Regions from separate parts of the Capra hircus genome. Here region 1 is linked to region 2. Evidence: chromatin contacts called from public Hi-C data. All regions are on one chromosome and are shown on one strand. The core of a region is the stretch at or near the end of the contact, and the rest is flanking DNA. Distances in the headings are between cores, read along the strand shown.

Region 1 (6,159 bases), core at 2,153-4,652, 92 kb after region 2:
ATGTAAGCATCTTGGGAGAGGGGCTTTCTCAGATTACCACACCTTCCCTCAGCTTCCCCGCTCGATTCTGGCTCTAGTGAGAGTTGCTTCCATGGCTTAAAGCATGCTCTGTGTGGGCCCTGGTGGGTATTAGAGACAGGAAGCACAGCTGGGTGTAGTAGATGCTGTGTGTGCTCCACCCACATCCCTTCACACTTATCTGCAGCAGAGTTCCAACTGCCCACACTTACATTACCTTCCCAAGGGTGTTCTCTGGCTGCCAGAGTCTGTCTTTCCATGTGGAAGGAGGGGAACAGAACACAAGTGCCAAGGAATCAATGTTCCCCTGGCCCCAGGGGGACACCTCAATCAATGTCTGGTAAAGACTCAATCCCTTTGCCTTGTGATTGGGTAAACCCTTAGGTGTGTGTCCTGCATGGTCTCTCAGAGTCCCCAGTGAAGTCAAGCTCCAGTTGTCTCAAGTGGTGACGTATTGATAGAACACTGTAGGTGAGTACATCCTGCCACCCTGAAGTGTCTTTTTGGTGTGGGATTATTTCAAACTGACAACAATCAACATGCCTCAAAAGACCTGAGAAGAAACTTTCCCTCTAATTGCCTTGAAAAATTTTTGATAGAGGGCTTATTCTGGGACTAGAGCTATCTCTGGAGATCTCTGCAAAGAATACGGACAGGGTGTTGTAAGGGAACAGGGCTTTGAGATCAGAGTCCACTCTGTCCATTGTCTCTGCCTGGCCCAGCAAATGTTTATTTACCAAACGTTTGCTTTTCCTTCTCCATGAATTGCCTTCCTCCCCTTTGAAGGCCCAACCCACTGCCTAAACATCCTCTTTTGTCTTTGGCTGAAGATGGTATTTAAGGTGAGGGCTTCAGCCATTTTGGTTTTTCTGTGTCTCTCCCATGTAAAAACGTTATCAAACTTCTGTTTGATTTTCTCCTGTTTAATCTCTTTCGTGTCAATTTAATTCTTAACCCAGCCAGAAGAACATAGAAGGTAGAGGAAAATATCTTCCTCTCCAACAACACCTTCTCCAATTTTGTCTGCTTTCCCTTTCTGATATAATTTTCTCCCCTCCCCTGTTAGTATTTCCTGGACCATCAGCCAAATAAACGACTTGCACTTGAATTTTGGCCTCGGAATCTGCTTCCAATGAACCCAAACCAGGACAAAGGAACAATTAAGTAATTTGCCCAAAGTTCCTTACTACTAAGTGACAGGGGCAGGATTTGAACCTTGCTCTAACTGGAAAGTTTATGTTGCTTCTCTTAACTGGTTTATTGCTCACTGTATCTGAGGGAGATGATTGACCCAAGAGGTAACCAAGCTAGAAGCTGTCTCTTTTCAAGTTCTCGATTTGAAAGAAGAGATTCTCAGGGTTTGAGGGGAGGCTGCAACTCAGTCATCTGTGATCCTATGAAGCTGAGGTGTTGTGTGTCTCAGGCTGCAGCAGCCTGTTGCACCTTGAGTACCTGCGGGTATCACACACAGGGTCATGGGTCAGGTGGGAGTACCTGGACTTCTGTTATTATTTAATCAACTTTAATTCATCTGCAGGACATAGTGCAAGGAACTGGCTTACAAAAATATGTACACATGTACTTTTTCAGTACACACATGTGCCTAGGGTAAGACACAGCAGGATGTGGACCTGTGGGAGGAAACTTTCCTTTAAGTCTCCACTAAAAAGTAGCTCTCCTAGAATGTGGCTTTCAGTCCATAAACTGCCTGCCCTGTGGGAGAAACAAGAGAAACCAATGGGCTATTTCTCTCTCAATCTCTTCCTCTTTTTCTCAGCCTTGAAGGGCTAAAACTGACATAATTTTAAACCTGATTTCATCAGGACAAAAAGTCACGCGGGAGGTCAAGACTGATTTTATTGAAGTCTTTCCATTCCTAAGAGCTGTTCCTTCAAGAAAAACCTTGCCTTGTGGGATTTATGTGTTTATTCTGTATTCAAACTCTTTATTCTCTGGAGAAGAAACTTTTGAAAAACCAAGGGTTACATTAGCATTCAGAATATGAGAAAAAGAAGGGTCACATTCAGAGTACTGCAAAGCTGCTGACTCACAGAAGATCTAACTGGCACATTCCACTAAGTGTCAGATGCTGCTTGGTTCAAATGCTGGTTTTGTAACTGACTTAGTGCAGAACCTTAGATGATCAGCTTAACCTCTCTATCAGTTACCTGATCAGTGAAACAAAGATGATGTTACAGTCGTTGAATCCTTGCTGGAGAGCCTGCAGAATGGTCTGCCTTGGCTTTATTCAGCACTAACTTGGTGGGTTAACCATCTCCTGCACCGTTTCAAGAAGCCCAGAAAATATGAAGGTTTAAGAAATTGACACATTATTAGTTTTTTCTCTCCTTCATCCCTTAATTCTGCATTTCTCTTCAATTACTGGCTTATAATCTATGGGCACTGAATCTACCATAACTTTGTCTTGTATTATGTGTGTGTGTGTGTAAATTGCTTCAGTCATGTCCAACCCTTTGCAATCCCATGGACTTTAGACCACCAGGCTCCTCTGTCCACGGGATTCTCCAGGCAAGAATACTGGAGTGAGTTGCATGCCCTCCTCCAGGGGATCTTCCCAACAGAGGGATCAAACCTGCATGTGTCTCTTCTGTCTCCTGCATTGGCAGGTGGGTTCTTTACCACTAGCGCCACCTGGGAAGCCCATATTGTATTATCTATAACACTAAATATTATATTACTGATACTATGTGTAGTTAGTTGTACAGCATTTATTACAAAATTATAATACAACTTTATTCAGAGTATGGTTGAATCAAATTACTGTTCTTAACAATTTGGTAATAGCAGTATCAGAGGGTGACGACAAAGGGACGTATAGTCAATGCCACATGACCTGGCCAAACTCTTCTTAACTTCTTTTAAGAACAAAATCTTTTAATCACAAAAGTGATTCACACACTGTAATTCAATCAATAAGTTATGCTCAGAAAAGATGAACAAATCTAACTGTATCCTGAATTAAGTAAAAAATGTCTTGCACAATTTTTCCAAAAATTGTTGACTTCATCTTGAATGAAGAGTTTGGGACTAAATCTTTTCTTCACTAGAAAAATTTTAAAGGACTTATTTGAGAAAAGGGAACAATGCAGGAAATTTTGCAGAATAAATCACCCTGCCACCTCTTCTCTAGCTATAGTTTCACAGGGAATCCTTAAACTTAAATATCAGAACTTTTGTCTAGAAAAACAGGGATGTCAGGGGATGGTGAAGGTGGGGAAAAGACCAAAAAAGAAGCCAACTGTTCTGCAGCTGCTGAGGGAAGCTCCAGAAGGCATGGGAATTGGAGATACTCTTGTCTCCTGTGGTTGAGCTGCAAGAAGAGCTCGTTCCTTTCTCTGCATCAGATGATATTTTCCTGGAATCGGCTCAGTACAGTTATTTTAAATTACAGAACATGCAGATTTTAGGAGCACAGGCATCTGTTGTGCACAGTCTACAATGTAGCTGCCTTTCCTGAAAACAGAGGGGGCTTTTCAGCTTTCTCACCATATGCTGCAGGTGTTCTTTTGGCAGTCTCACTCACTGATGAGGCAGATAAAGCAAAAGTCATGTTGTAGGTAAATCAATTATTTGATCTGTATTAGCGAGGCAACCCAAGTCATTCAAGGTTAGTCTACAAAAATAGAACCCTCTAGTAACGTGATCAGCATGGAACAAGGGCCATGCATCAGAGAAGGGAAGACAGAGGGAAAAATACACCTCTGGCTGGCAACCCTGCAGGGCCTTCCAGGAAGACACAGACAACAGCCTGAGAAATGCTACTGATATCTGGAGTCTGAGCTCTCCCCAAAGACCCCAGTGTTCCTTGGTTCTCGACTGCTTATTTTGTGTTCACATATTTCTGAACACAAGTTGAATAGAATCCCTTTAGTTAATATGGGGACATGAGTTCCAGTCTACAGACAGCAATGAAGAACTGTCATCTAGAGGAAAGAAGGGAGTCCTAGCCAGGGTGGCTTTATGACTCCTCTCCAGTGTTAGTCCCTCCATCTCTGGTTTATGTGCAGGAATAGTAGAAGTGACAGCAAATAACATTTTCAACTGCTTGAATGTTATGATTCTTCTCCCTTCTAGAGGAATGAAAGTGAAAGTGAAAGTTAAGACGTTCAGTCATGTCCGACTCTTTGCGACCCCATGGACTGTAGCCCACCAGGCTCCTCCATCCATGGGATTCTCCAGGCAAGAATACTGGAGTGGGTTGCCATTTCCTTCTCTAGAGGATCTTCCCGACCCAGGGATCGAACCCAGGCAGACACTTTAACCTCTGAGCCACCAGGGGAATAGAGTGTCCTTAATAAAGCCCAGTAAAATAACTGTAGACACAATGTGAAGATACAAATACAGGAACATTATAACAGCACACAGGAAAACCTTTCTGTGTCTATGATTCTACCTCTTCTGGGAGAGGGCAGGAGTAATTAGGATGAGCTCACAAACCCAGCTACCCAACAGTATGCACTATTACCTCCTAATCTCACCCTCACTGTGGTTTCCTGGGCTTTAATCTGTTTCAGGTCAAGAAGCAACAGCTAGAACCGGACATGAAACAATGAACAGGTTCCAAATTGGGAAAGGAGTACATCAAGGGCATATATTGTCACCTGTTTATTTAACTTATACACAGAGTACATCATGAAAAATGCCAGGCTGGATGAAGCACCAGCTGGAATCAAGATTGCAAGGAGAAATATCAGTAACCTCAGATATGCAGATGACACCACCCTTATGGTAAAGAGTGAAGAGGAACTAGAGCTTGATGATGAAAGTGAAAGAAGAGAGTGAAAAAACTCAAATTCAAGGAACTAAGATCATGGCATCTGTTCCCATCACTTCATGGTAAATAGATGGGGAAACAATGGAAACAGTGACAGGCTTTGTTATCTTGGGCTCCAAAATCACTGAGAACAGTGACTGCAGTCATGAAATCAAAAGACACTTGCTCCTTGGAAGAAAAACTATGACTAACCTAGATAGCATATGAAAAAGAAGAAACATCACTTTGCCAACAAAGATCCATATAGTCAAAGCTATGGTTTTTCCGGTAGTCATGTATGGATGTGAAAGCTGGACCATAAAGAAAACTGGATGCCAAAGAATCGATGCTTTTGATCTGTGGTGTTGGAGAAGACTCTTGAGAGTCCCTTGGACTGTAAGGAGATCAAACCAGTCAATCCTAAAGGAAATCAGTCCTGAATATTCATTGGAAGGACTGATACTGAAGTTGAAGCTCCAATACTTTGGCTACCTGATGTGAAGAACTGATTCTTTTGAAAAGACCCTGATTCTGGGAAGATTGAAGGCAGGAGGAGACGGGGATGACAGAGGATGAGATGGTTGGATGGCATCACCAACTCAATGGACATGAGTTTGAGTAAACTCTGGGAGTTGGTGATGGACAGGGAGGCCTGGAGTGCTGCAGTCCATGGCGTTGCAAAGAGTCGGACACAACTGAGCGACTGAACTGAACTGGTAGCAATTTATAATGCCCATACCATTGAATGAGCAAATTTATGGTTTGGTTTAGTCACTAAGTCGTGTCCGACTCTTGCGACCCCATGGACTGCAGCTTGCTGGGCTCTGCTGTCCATGGGATTCTCCAGGCAAGAATACTGGAGTGGGTTGCCACTTCCTTCTCCAGGGGATCTTCCTGACCAAGGGATTGAACCCAGGTCTTCTGCACTGCAGGCAGATTCTTTACCGACTGAGCTATGAAGGAAGCCCAAGCAAATTTATAGTCCTAGTTTATTCTTCAACATGTGTAACATAGCATATGTACAAATATAGTCAATACAGCAGTGTGTTGTTTAAATCAAAGATCGGAAACAGTGGTATAGCAGACACATCCAAACTTGGCATAGACCCATGGTTCACCTTAAAATTCACTTGCTGCCAATGTGGAAAGTTCTGTGTGTGCCGAGAAACTTTCTACCTCAAGCCAATTTCAGCACCTTCAAGGGCAACCAACCATCAGCCATTAAGAATGGAAGATAGCCCAGGTCTTAGTCTCCTCAGGCTGTCATAACAAAATAGTAACAAGAGAGTGTATGGCTTAAAAGACAGGCATCAGTTTTCTTGCAGTTGGATGATACAAGTCCAAGATCAAGATTCTGGCCAATCCAG
Region 2 (6,629 bases), core at 1,043-3,542:
CCTCCATTTTTTGCTTTCTGAAGTATTAAACAGCATTCTCACCTGAGACTTTGAGTTGCATTTAACATTATTTTAACACTTTTTTAAGGACTCGAATAATTTGCAAAATGACACTGTAATTTACATTTTAAAAATACTTCAAAAATATTACCTGGCAAAGTAAGTTTTACTTTATTCTTTTTGTCAAATAAACTGTTCTAACATATTCCTTTACTGGCTTACCAGCTTAGGGAACAAAAGAAAGATTTAAACAAACAGAGGTACAATTTAGAACTAAACTGAAGTCACAGATTTTCCAGCAAAAATGGATTTTTTTCCTAGCCAAAAAGACATATTTCACTGTTTTCCTTCAAATATTTTTTCAAAGAAAAAAGCAGTTTCCAATTCTCTAGGCTCCAACAGCTTTGCCTCCTAAATGCATATTAGAAAGCAATATATAAATGCCTATACTTTCCTGAGCTAACTTCTGCTCATCCTGGTGGAGGGTCATTATGATCCCTCTAGTCCAACCCCAGTATACTGAGTCAATACTTTAATCAAGTGTACATAGACATGAAGGCTTCCCTGGTGGCTCAGAGGTTAAAGCGTCTGCCTGCAATGCAAGAGACCTGGGTTCGATCCCTGTGTTGGGAAGATCCCCTGGAGAAGGAAATGGCAAGCCACTCCAGTATTCTTGCCTGGAGAATCCCATGGACGGAGGAGCCTGGTGGGCTACAGTCCACAGGGTGGCAAAGAGTCAGACAGACTGAGCACAGACATGCTGGGTTTTTATTAAGAAAGCAGTTCTGAAGATTTCATTAAGCCAGTAAACTCGTTAATCATCTTTCTACACAATGCCAGAAAGCCATTCCAAATTTTTTTTATTTCATCTAGATATTATTTTCATATACATTTACTTTTCCTGGTTAAGTTATACACAAAGATTTGATTCATCAACTTACTTTGTACATATCAAATTTTAGTCACTCTGCCACTGAAATATCCTTTGTGGTCATTATTTGAGTCGAACTTTCCTAATCTCATCTTGTCTAGAATATCAGTTCTCGCTAGTGATGCCAAGATCGGACCGAACCATGTGCAGTTTTACCTGTTTGTTTTACCTTATGTTACTTACTTGTACCCAGAATGTTAGGCGTTGTGAAAATGACTGATAGCTTGTATTTATTTCTCAGCTAAGTCACAACTGTCAGAAATGTAGCAAGACGTTGGGCGGGGGTGGGGGGGGGGCGCAAGGAGGGGCGGAGAAGGGGCGGGAGGGGAGTAGTGGATAGAAATTGGGCAGAAATAGGAAGGGTAACAGAAAAGCGTGAAGAAAACATCAAGCCCAAACATCCAGCCAGTTCCTCTATGTGTTACATCAGACTAGACCGCTGTCTCAATGGTGAAAGATCGCTACACTTCGTTACTGAATTCATGATTCATGCCTGATTTCCTTTATAACCCGGGAAGTGGGAAAGAGGGGGGTCGATGAACTAGGTTTTTCTACCACAAGGTAATCTGAAGAGCTTGGAAAAAGTAGAGCTTTAGAAAAAGGGGCAGCTGTCTTAAAATTGTATCAAGGGCACTGATGTCTATTACTGGAACCTTTTCCTAAAAAAGTAAGGCACTTCGGTTTCTTGTAATAACTGAATTATACAAGCACGCCCTAGACTACTTGGATAAGCAATTTCAGAAAAACAGCAGTTGTCAAAACACTACGAATTACTTATGGGTGAAGTCAGAGAGCGGCGGTGAGCGAGTTCTGCGGCATTTACGTTTCTTCGCTCCCTAAATGGTTCTTCCAACACTTAGGTGGTCTCACGCTCTATGCATTCTGGTATCACCGAAAACGCTACAGAATTTTCGTACGGGAACTAAGCACTAGGCAGCACAGCGTAATCGCCGCAGCAAACGATAAATACTGTAAACATGTGTAACCCACCGATTTACAGGAGCAAACCTCCAGGCCGCCGTTCCCCGACCAGCTGCCAGTCCAGGGTGAGGGATCCTGCCCACAACTCGCCCCCCGCCCCGCCGCGCAGCCCTGACAGCTCGGCCGCAACGTGAGCAACCGCCAAGGCCCCCGCACCGAGCGCCCAGCCCGCCCGGCCTCCCAGCTCACCTGCTGGGTCCACGGGTCAGCGCCACCACCGACGCCGCGCCCGACAGTCAGTGTCGCAGGCCCAGGTGCCGGGTACCGGCCGTCAGCACCTCGCCAGCACTCCCTCAGGTAGCCCGCAGCAGCACCAAGCTACAGGAAGCGGCTCCGCTCAAACCGGTTTCAGCTGCTCCAGACCAAACCGCCAGGCCACCTCGAGGGGCGGGGCCTGAGAAGCGGCGAGGCGGAGCCTGACGTCACGCCCGGCGCCCTCCATGCCAGTGGATGGCCGAGCATTGGGGGCGGGCCCGCGCGATCCTGGTAAGGGCAGGCATCAGTGACTGAGGGCTACTGGGCATTCCAGGGGTCTCCGGCGTGGGCTTTTTAGGCTGACTGGGTCCGGCGGCAGAGGCCTGACCTGGGTTCTTAGACGCCTACCTTGGTCCCCTAAGCCGTCCTAGGACAAACTAGAATGGAAGGTGGAGCTGAGATCCTGAATTGCGTCTTTTGTCCCATTGAAAAGCGGGGGAGATTAACAAGATTAACGTTCTGTGGAAACTATTTCGTTACAAAATGAAAAGCACACTTGGACCAAATCTTTAGGGTTAAGGAGAATTGACAAACCTAAGATTGTTGAGTTTTTCCCTTCCTTATGTAAAGGACGGGATTCATACTTGCAGTATCACTTGGTGGTTATTATCACAGTTGCCCTCTGGAGACCCTGTCAGACCTGCCTATTCCAATTGCTTTTAAGGGCTTCCCAGGTGCAGTGATAAAGAATTCTGCCTGCCGATACAGAAGACGGCAAGAAAAGGGGTTCGATCCCTGAGTTGGGAAGATCCCCTGAAGAAGCAAATGACAACTCCAGAATTGTCTGGGAAATCTCATAGACGGAGGAGCCTCGCATTTTTACAGCCCATGGTATCTGCAAAAGAGTGAGACACAATTTAGCGACTCAGCAACAACAACGTCAATCGGCATGAATTGCCTGTAACAAGACCCAGGTTATTCATATGTAAAATAAAGCTTGAAGCTGGAAAGATTTACTCTCTCCTTTGATAGCTCCTTTGAGGGACTTCCCTGGTGGCTCAGACGGTTAAGCGTCTGTCCACAATGTGGGAAACACGGGTTCGATCTCTGGGTCGGGAAGATCCCCTGGAGAAGGAAATGGCAATCCGCTCCAGCACTATTGCCTGTAAAATCCCATGGACAGAGGAGCCTGATAGGCTACAGTCCATGGAATCGCGAGGAGTCAGACACGATTGAGCGACTTCACTTTCACTTCGATGGTTCCAGAAGAATTAATCAGCCAACTTAAACTGTTGCTTTCCAGCCTTTAAGGTTAACTGCTAGTTTACCCGTAATAGAAAATTGTTATCAGATTTCATTTAAAACGAGTGAGATTCCAACTCGAAAATTTCATAGTTCTATAGCAATATGATAATATATTTGCAATTATATTTAAAAAATCGAGTAAGATATCGAAAATATCTTAAGATACGGAAAAAGGACTCAAGAGCTAGCTCCAGCTGCAAATTGGTTAGAATGGTCCTATCGAAAAGGCATTTGGGTTAGAGGCGCTCTAGCTTTTAGACAGCTCCTAGCTTTACAAGTAGAACTTTATAAATAGATATATTTGTTAATAAAATAAAATTTTATATATCGGGTGACTGAATTTTATATTTGATCTTGGATTAGCTCCCAGAGCATTTTTGACTGTTGTCTATTCAGTTAATAAATAATTACTAAGTGCCTGCTTAGTGCAAGATACAGGATGCAATGGTTTCTTGCTGTCACTAGTTTTAATCACAATTTTCATAAGGAATTAAGATTTCCTCTTAATTATGTACTATTATCTGCTAAAGTCAGCTGTTAACATTTCCTAATACCTTAGAGTTCATTTCATTCTTCTGCTGTTCGTCATAATTTAGTGATAATTTCTTTCATATGTTTGCTTCTTTTAAATGTTTATACTAGATCTTTTTTTTTTACTGTAATCACCATTTAATCAAGCCTAATGTTTATAGTTCAAATTGATAGATCGAAACCATGCTCTTTCCCTAAATCCTATTGAAATCACAGAAGAATTATACATATTTTAAAATCACCATCAGTGGGCCAGAAATTGAGGAATTTCTAAATTTAAAACAAGCCAGCAGCATTGGATAATTGAAAAACTGAGAACAGAGAAACGTGGACCTGCAAAGGGAAAGAAGGGACTCCTGGAGTTGCCACTTTACACAGCCTTGCTTAAAAATTCTTATAATAATTCAATATATTTTAAATTATATATGCCTTGTTATGATTGCTATATTAGAGTAAAATATAAACAATACATTCCTTCCTCCTACTTCTGTGGAATGTTATAACTTTTGCAAGAAATGTTTAATGAGATTAACTTGGATCTTATCTCATTTAAAATATTTAATGTTATCTTATTTGATTACATAATAAAACATATTTACTCATTTGTCCAAAATCAGCTGCATGATCTCTCTTTGTCTTTCATGTATTAATGATGGTAGTAGCATTGGTGGAAAATCTCCTAGACTTAGGTCCCACAGTTGAACTTAAATCCTACCCCTCACTATCTGTGATTGAATATAAATTTTTGGAAAATTTTTTACTGCAATTGATGAACTTAAATATATTTATTTATTTGTTTCCTCCAGGTCTTAGCTGTGGTACTAGGGATCTTCAGTTGCATCATGGGGGTGGAATCTGGTTGCCTGAGGGGGGATTGAACCCAGGCCCCCTGCTTTGGGAGTACACAGTCTTAGCCACTGGGCCACCAGGGAGATGTCTTCAAATTGATGTATTATGAGGCTTTCTTTCTGGACAGAACGATTAAGCCAATTTCCTTTCTTTCTTATATTTTGTAGAGGTGTTGCAGGAAGGAACCCAGTTCTGACTCCATGTTCAGTTCAGTTCAGTCGCTCAGTTGTGTCCGACTCTTCGCAACCCCATCAATCGCAGCACGCCAGGCCTCCCTGTCCATCACCAACTCCCGGAGTTCACTCAGACTCACGTCCATCGAGTCCGTGATGCTATCCAGCCATCTCATCCTCGGTCGTCCCCTTCTCCTCCTGCCCCCAGTCCCTCTCAGCATCAGAGTCTTTTCCAGTGAGTCAACTCTTCGCATGAGGTGGCCAAAGTACTGGAGTTTCAGCTTTAGCATCATTCCTTCCAAAGAAATCCCAGGGTTGACCTCCTTCAGAATGGACTGGTTGGATCTCCTTGCAGTCCAAGGGACTCTCAAGAGTCCTCTCCAACACCACAGTTCAAACGCACCAGTTCTTCGGCACTCAGCCTTCTTCACAGTCCAACTCTCACATCCATACATGACGACAGGAAAAACCATAGCCTTGACTAGGCGGACCTTAGTCGGCAAAGTAATGTGTCTGCTTTTGAATATCTATCTAGGTTGGTCATAACTTTTCTTCCAAGGAGTAAGCGTCTTTTAATTTCATGGCTGCAGTCACCATCTGCAGTGATTTTGGAGCCCAAAAAAATAAAGTCTGACACTGTTTCCACTGTTTCCCCATCTATTTCCCATGAAGTGATGGGACCAGATGCCATGATCTTCATTTTCTGAATGTTGAGCTTTAAGCCAACATTTTCACTCTCCTCTTTTACTTTCATCAAGAGGCTTTTTAGCTCCTCTTCACTTTCTGCCATAAGGGTGGTGTCATCTGCATATCTGAGGTGACTGATATTTCTCCTGGCAATCTTGATTCCAGCTTGTGTTTTTTCCAGTCCAGCATTTCTCATGATGTACTCTGCATATAAGTTAAATAAGCAGGGTGAAAATATACAGCCTTGACGTACTCCTTTTCCTATTTGGAACCAGTCTGTTGTTCCATGTCCAGTTCTAACTTGCTTCCTGACCTGCATACAGATTTCTCAAGAGGCAGGTCAGGTGGTCTGGTATTCCCATCTCTTTCAGAATTTTCTACAGTTTATTGTGATCCACACAGTCAAAGGCTTTGGCATAGTCAATAAAGCAGAAATAGATGTTTTTCTGAAACTCTCTTTCTTTTTCCATGATGCAGTGGATGTTGGCAATTTGATCTCTGGTTCCTCTGCCTTTTCGAAAACCAGCTTGAACATCAGGGAGTTCACGGTTCACATATTGCTGAAGCCTGGCTTGGAGAATTTTGAGCATTACTTCACTAGCATGTGAGATAAGTGCAATTGTGTGGTAATTTGAGCATTCTTTTGCATTGTCTTTCTTTGGAAACTATTTTTTTGACTTCCTTTTATTATTATAATCATACTCAATGGCTTGCTTGGAGGACCCTGCCTCTCTGCTTGACTGTAAACTAAAGTGCCTTTGTTCAGCTCCTGGAGAGATAGTTTATCCCTGCCCACTTGTAAATAGAAGAGATTAACACACCCCTTCTGAAGGGAGATGTTTTGCAAGAGTGAAGATCTTTCCACTTTATTTCCCCACTGCATTTCCCTCTCTATTATTCTGCCTTTTGACTTTAGTTCCTCAATGCTTCTTTCTTTCCAGTCTGTAAGAGAACCTGGCATCCAGACCCAAATAAAT

What was found. A called contact is a pair of places that touch in the nucleus more often than the background predicts.
Region 1: a contact with region 2 is called in a Hi-C map of blood, with 3 times the contacts expected there. The contact joins the enhancer-like site here to the promoter of GPCPD1 in region 2. A contact is called at or near these places in 2 of 5 Hi-C or Micro-C datasets (both in blood).

Annotation. Positions count from the first base shown.
Region 1 is chr13:47,371,304-47,377,462 of ARS1.2, forward strand. No RefSeq gene overlaps it. Among named protein-coding and RNA genes, the nearest start is that of C13H20orf196, 44 kb to the right of the region's middle. Within about 2 kb of position 3,403, at least 1 of the 5 cell types and tissues checked has an H3K27ac peak or open chromatin away from gene starts, as enhancers often do.
Region 2 is chr13:47,280,100-47,286,728 of ARS1.2, forward strand. It overlaps GPCPD1 (glycerophosphocholine phosphodiesterase GPCPD1), which reads right to left and starts at 2,293. Exons shown (of 19, transcript XM_018057368.1): 1 at 2,102-2,293.